2 separate regions of the Zea mays genome follow, and region 2 is linked to region 1. A link is a contact called in public Hi-C data. All regions are on one chromosome and are shown on one strand. Each heading gives the region's core, a stretch centred on a gene start, on an enhancer-like site or on the middle of the called end of the contact. The rest is flanking DNA. Distances are from core to core; before and after follow the strand shown.

Region 1 (3,108 bases), core at 283-2,782:
ATGGAGCCACTCCATTCCAATTGATTCCCCAGCCAAATGCATCATAAATTATATAAGTTAAATTATGGCAGAAGGCTAGAAGGGTAAAATATCACTTCAGGATTACAAATAATAAGCTACTATTGGATAACTTATTTTAGCTTATTTGTGATCATAAAATGATATTTTAACCTCCTACTCTTCCACTATAATTGAACTTATATAATTTAGGAGAGAAACAAACATGACCTTAATTCCTTGACAAGTGTTTTTAGCTGAAACTTCTCCTGGGTTTAGGTAGGCATATAATAATTGGGAGAGAGAGAAATGTCGTGAAGAACTAGATTTTACCTCGCGCCGTTACGAAACGGCATTGCCACTGGTCGTCGTCGTCGTCGATCGATCGCACCCAGCTGGAGACGGAAAAGGCTGGGCAGGCGTAAGACCGGACCGATCCATCACAGAAAAAGCATTAGGGTTGTACAACACATAGAAAGCGGGCTATCTCTTCCCAAATACTGGCTGGCAGTCCGTGGGGGTGATGAGGCAAACAAACCAAACCAAACGACGCAGATGATAGTGCGCCCAGAAAGGCTCACGGGATCCTGTTTCATCGGTCTCCGCACCACCAACAAAGCATACCCCCTAGCCCAGCCCTACACGTATATACTACTGTTGCACACACTTGGATCGGAGACGCAGATGATGCCGTGGCCACTCTCTCTCTCTCCACCACCGCCGGCTGCCGTGCCCGTGGTCCGTCCGTCCGTGGCTATCCTCCTGACTGCAGTGGACCGGACCGGATCGCTTGCGCCCCCGACAGCCGCTTACATGAGCCCATAAAATACGGCTTTTCTAATGCTACTCCCACGGCTCGCTTTCTTTTCTGAATTAATTATTGCTGCGTTGCACGCACTCTCTAGTATCCTCTCCTCTTCCTCGACCTCATCCGCTTTAGGGCATGTACAGTGGAGAGACACCAAAACGGTTCTCCAAGCACATGAGACAACTAAGAGACTCTATTGTACAATGGAGTGTCTATAGACGTAGTCTATTAATAAATACAGAATTAAATGTATTTGTATAGCATCAGATCGATAGAACAGACGACAAATTCGTACAGTGGGAAGTGAGGCGTCTGTTGTTACTTGGTTTACGAGCCAGAGGCGTCTCTTCACGGAGAGACGGCTCTAAGATTTTTTTGCAAATAACCCCCTAAAACACCTTAAGAGCCCACACATTAAACACCACTGTACATGCCCTTATTCCAAAAAAAAAATAAAAAAGGAACTGGGCTGGGCGCACCGGCGGGCAGCCTGCCAGAGTCTCCTGCCAGTCCACGCCGCACGGCACTGTGGCGACGCGGGCGAACTCAACTCGCAGTCTCGCGTCTATCCAGCCGCACACGCGCACACACACGCTGCTGAATGCTGATGCCGCTTCGCCCCTCCGCCGTCTCGCTTAAATGCCCAGGCCTAATCATTCCCACCCCCAGTCCCTCTGCCCTCTCTCTCTCTCTCTCTCTCTCTCCGTGCCCCCCAGGCCCTCCTCCCAGGCTCCCAGCCCCCCTCCCGTCCCTCTCTCTGTCTCTCTCCACGCACCATGGCGATCTCCGAGCTCGGGTGAGCTGACAAGGTGGGCGTCCCGTACCTAGTACCGCTGCCTGCCTCGGGTGAACGAGCGTCGGTTCGGCTCGGTGCAGAATGCGGCCGATTTGAGCGAGGACGGGAGGGGCGCGATGGATGCGGGTTCGGGCGGATTCGCGAGGAGGCTCTAGAGGAGGTTAGGTTTCGGCCCCGGCCCCGGCCCGGCTGTGGGAGATGAGCTCCTCGTCCGCGGCCAGCATCGGGCAGCAGCCGCCGGAGGAAGGTGCGTCGGTGCCTGCCTGCCTGCCTAGCTAGGTTTCGCTTCCCTGTGCACCGCTGTTGGCTCGGAATCGATTCGTTTTTTTGCTGATGCTGGCCGGCCGCTGCGCTGTGCGTGACGTGCAGAGAAGAAGTGCCTCAACTCGGAGCTGTGGCACGCGTGCGCCGGCCCGCTCGTCTGCCTCCCCACCGTCGCCACGCGCGTCGTCTACTTCCCGCAGGGCCACAGCGAGCAGGTGAGTCAAACTCCGTCTCCCTCGCTGCTGCTGCTGCGGGGCTACCAGCCCACGGTACACAACCTGCATAGCAATAGCAATAGCATAACTCGTGGCTGTTTCCCGTGCCTCACCTCGTCGGTTGCGTTCGCTTTGATCGCTCTCGCTTGCCTACGTTTCTGCCTAAGCTCATAATGCGTCTCGGCGCGTGTAAAGGTGGCGGCGTCGACGAACAAGGAGGTGGACGGGCACATCCCCAACTACCCCAACCTGCCGCCGCAGCTGATCTGCCAGCTGCACGATGTCACAATGCATGTGCGCGGTTTTCTCCCTCCAAAATTCCTTAGATGTCGTCCGCCCGCTCCGTTCCTCTACCTGCGGGCGCCAAGCTAAAAAGCTCGAATATATATATACATGCAGGCGGATGTGGAGACGGATGAAGTGTACGCGCAGATGACGCTGCAGCCGCTCAACCCAGTAAGGCACCCGGGGTTTTGGATGCTTCTCCGTCTCCGTCGTCGCTGTTTTGTTGACTTCTTATGCTGTGTCGGCTCGGCTGCGTTCCCTTCCCCCTGGCCCTCTGTGTGTGCAGCAAGAGCAGAACGACCCGTACCTGCCTGCGGAGATGGGAATCATGAGCAAGCAGCCGACGAACTACTTCTGCAAGACGCTGACTGCGAGCGACACCAGCACGCACGGCGGGTTCTCTGTGCCCCGTCGCGCGGCCGAGCGTGTCTTCCCCCCACTGGTGTGATGAGTGTGTATTTTGGGTGGCGTTTCTTTTGTTCAGCTGCATGCTGGGTTGTTTGGTTTGCTGTTGCAAATAACAGGTGGTATAGTGTGGTTTGTAGGATTTCACACAGCAGCCTCCAGCACAGGAGCTTATTGCACGGGATATTCATGATGTCGAGTGGAAGTTCAGGCATATCTTCCGAGGCAAGTTCCACAAAATCCATAACCGACACTCTTTAAACTTTTTTTCTTTCTTTTTCGAAAATCTTGAATGAAATGCTGTCATCAGTTGTTAGCCATTTTATTTTTTGATTAAT
Region 2 (3,150 bases), core at 62-2,561, 370 kb before region 1:
CGTGCGCCGTGGCCGCGCCTCCCGTCTTGCGCCGGGCGGCGGCTGCTTCTTGGAGCCTCTCCGTCACGGGGTCAGCGGGTGCCGCCGGCGGCGGCGGCAGGAGGCGCGAAGCGAGGACAATGGTGACCGGGGCCGATGGCCCGAACCCGAATGGCCGCCAGTACCACCAGTTCGACATGGATCTGATGGCGTGGACTGCTGAAGTCCTCGACTGCCGTGCCGCCTCCGACTCCTGCGCAGGCAGCGTTCGGTCGTGTCAGTTTCAGACGAACAACGGAGAAGACAGAAACAGTGAGCGATCACCTGGAATTCTCTGGCCGCAGATTTCTGCTTCATCTCATCGAACCTTTTCTTGAACTTGGCGACTTCGTTGAAGATGTTGGGCGCGCGAGCTCCCACCGCGTTGCCTTCGGAGACGCGGACTCTGCCGCGCGGTTGCTTGGACATCAAGAACTCGAGAGCCGCCAGGTCCGACCTCTCCACCATCCTGGACGGCCGGCCGTGGGGAATAATCAGAAGACCGATCGCCGATGACGATGCATGGGATGCGCATGGACGACGAAGAGTGAGTTTACGTACGAGATGCAGTCGACGGGGCAGGTGTTGATGGCGTCGACGATCCTGTCCTCGTCGTCGGCCCACTGTGCGACGGCGCGGGCGCGGCCGTAGACGGACTCGACGGCGAAGGTCCGGGACGCGTGGAGCGCGCACTTGAGGCAGCCGACGCAGCGCACCTCGTCGACGAACACCGCCCGGCGCTCGGACTCGGCGCCGACCCAGGAGGAGTATAGCGGGCGGCCCGTGTAGCCGGCGAACTCGGAGCGGCGCGCCTGCTCCTGGTCGTAGGCCAGGCGCGCGTCCGGGTCGGAGAGCAGCGCGTACACCTCGTTGAGGACGACGGCCATGTCGTGGCCGCCGGCGGCGCCGGCCACGTCCGGGTGGCACCGCTTCTGCAGCGACCGGTACGCCGCCTTGATCTCCGACTGCGGCGAGGACCGCTCCACGCCCAGCAGCTCGTACAGGTCGTAGTCCGACACCCACGAGCTGCCGGATGCTTCGGCTCGGCACCTGTGGCCGTGGCGGGCGCTTGCTGCTCGCCGTGCCGTGGCGGGCCGCGAGGAGCCTAGCCTTGAGGCGGCGGGGGAGACCGAGACGGTGTTCACGAGAAGCGCAGGCATGCCTGATCCACGGTCACTTGTTGGTCGCCTGGCAGTGGCAGCGGATAACTGAAGACTGAACTGAACGGTGGCAGGTACGGGATGTTGGAAGAGCCGAGAAGCAGCTCCAGGGCTGGCCGGTTATTTTTCTGCAGATATTTCAGCTTGTTTGCTTTGTGTGTGTGTACTCCTGTATTAGAGGTGGCGTGGTAGATATTTTGAAGCGTTGGGCAACGTGGACAGGAGCAGGACATACATGAAAAAGTGCTTCAGATAACATGCACCTGCCAGATCGAGCCTTTCATGCGGAAAAAAGGTTTTCGTAAAAAAAATCTGTATATGCTTTTCTAGATGACTAGATATAAGGAACAGAGACTGAACACTGCCTACTGTCTTTTTAATGGTTTCCCTATATTCTACCCTGATTTTTTTGGGTAGTCCTAGGGCTTCCATAATATTCTCCATCAAACTGTTTCAGTAAAACTAGTTCAATTTACATCCACCAAATTACTTGAATGGAAAAGACAAGCCCTATTATAGCATAATACGGAGAAACTAGTTCTTCATTTCGTAAAGTGCTTTTTTTAACTAATAGAAAAATAGAAACTAGAAAGAGTAGTTTTTTTTTCCTGTTTTACTTCTCACACACATTTGTTTATTGTCAACCATAGAGTACTCCTAATATTCCAAAATAAGTGCACTTTTAGTATATTTTAGAGAGAGAAATAATATCCCATTTATTTCAAACTAGTAAATTGATCGCGTCTCGCACGAGTCTTTGACCGATGTACTTATACGGTTAAAAGTCTTGCTTTAGATATATAAGGGTAGCGATATATGTAGATACATACATATAGAATTAACAGAATTATCAGAATATACAATTATTTGCAGTAGTAGAACACAGTACATAAAACTCAATAATTTTCTAGAGCCAGAACTCTTGAGAGTTAAATATAAGCAGTTGGAAGTTAATACTCCTCTCGAAAGTTAGGTCAAACCATCAGAAGTTAGGCAGGGGCGGGTGCGACTGGTGGTCGGTGGCGGTGTGGGGCAGCACGATCGATGATCGAGGGTGGGGCAAGGCGAGGCGGGGTGGTCAGGAACAAAAAACAGTAGTTTGCGTGGGCGCGAGCGGCTTCGTTTGCTCGCGCCCGCGCACGCCGTTAGGTCGTTTGTTCATAACTTCTGAGACGAGCATGGGAGCCGTCGGAAGTTAAAGATAACTTTTCGAGTGCCTGGTCGAATCATCGAAAGTTAATCCTTAACTTCCGAGCGCCACTATAGGCCGACCGTTTTGTCTTGAGCCCATCGGAAGTTATTAAGCTCTCGGAAGTTTCTTGTTTTTGGTGTTGTGACAATTCGGTCTACAAATGTAGTAGCATGAGTCGTCTAAATGTTGCATTGTAATGGTGCTCCTTGTTGAGTGGATATATATACATGCAACGAAGCAACAAAATATTGACCTTAAAGGCCAGAAATCAACGATGCACTCAAAGAAAGTTTACGGTGAATTTGTGACGCTACATACCGAGATCAACATATGCACAAACTTCTTGATGAAGATGTCATGTTGATTGTTTTTTGTTTACATGTTTTTTGGTACCTGTTAAGCAAGGAAGCATCAAGGAGGTTAGGATTAAATAAAGGCGTGTCTATACACACACATATGCTATTCGTCACATTTGGTGAATATTCACCCAACCGACAATGATTGAGAGATATTTAGTCATTACCAAAAAATAGTTCCGGCTGGTGAAGCTTTTACCTAGGATAACAAATAGCATGTGTGGACGGGATATTTGGAGCCCAAAGCTTCTAATAGTTACATAAAGCTCCTACTTCCAATCCTAACATCTATTGAGAATGAATGTAAATCAACTACTCCCTCCGTTTCTTTTTATTAGTCGCTGGATAGTGTAAAATTACACTATCCAGCGACTAATAAAAAGAAACGGAGGGAGTATTGATTTTTAGCCAGGTCTGAAATATC

What was found. Hi-C and Micro-C count contacts between places; a contact is called where the count stands out from the background.
Region 2: a contact with region 1 is called in a Hi-C map of bundle sheath, with 3 times the contacts expected there. The contact joins the promoter of LOC100281852 here to the promoter of LOC100382863 in region 1. A contact is called at or near these places in 2 of 25 Hi-C or Micro-C datasets (bundle sheath and leaf).

Annotation. Positions count from the first base shown.
Region 1 is chr10:149,983,963-149,987,070 of Zm-B73-REFERENCE-NAM-5.0, reverse strand. LOC100382863 reads left to right here and starts at 1,532. Exons shown (of 15, transcript NM_001361687.1): 1 at 1,532-1,848; 2 at 1,971-2,080; 3 at 2,276-2,374; 4 at 2,480-2,536; 5 at 2,652-2,807; 6 at 2,911-2,995. The coding sequence starts at 1,800.
Region 2 is chr10:150,353,056-150,356,205 of Zm-B73-REFERENCE-NAM-5.0, reverse strand. LOC100281852 (dnaJ domain containing protein) reads right to left here and starts at 1,311. Exons shown (of 3, transcript NM_001368933.1): 1 at 580-1,311; 2 at 304-487; 3 at 1-232. The coding sequence starts at 1,178.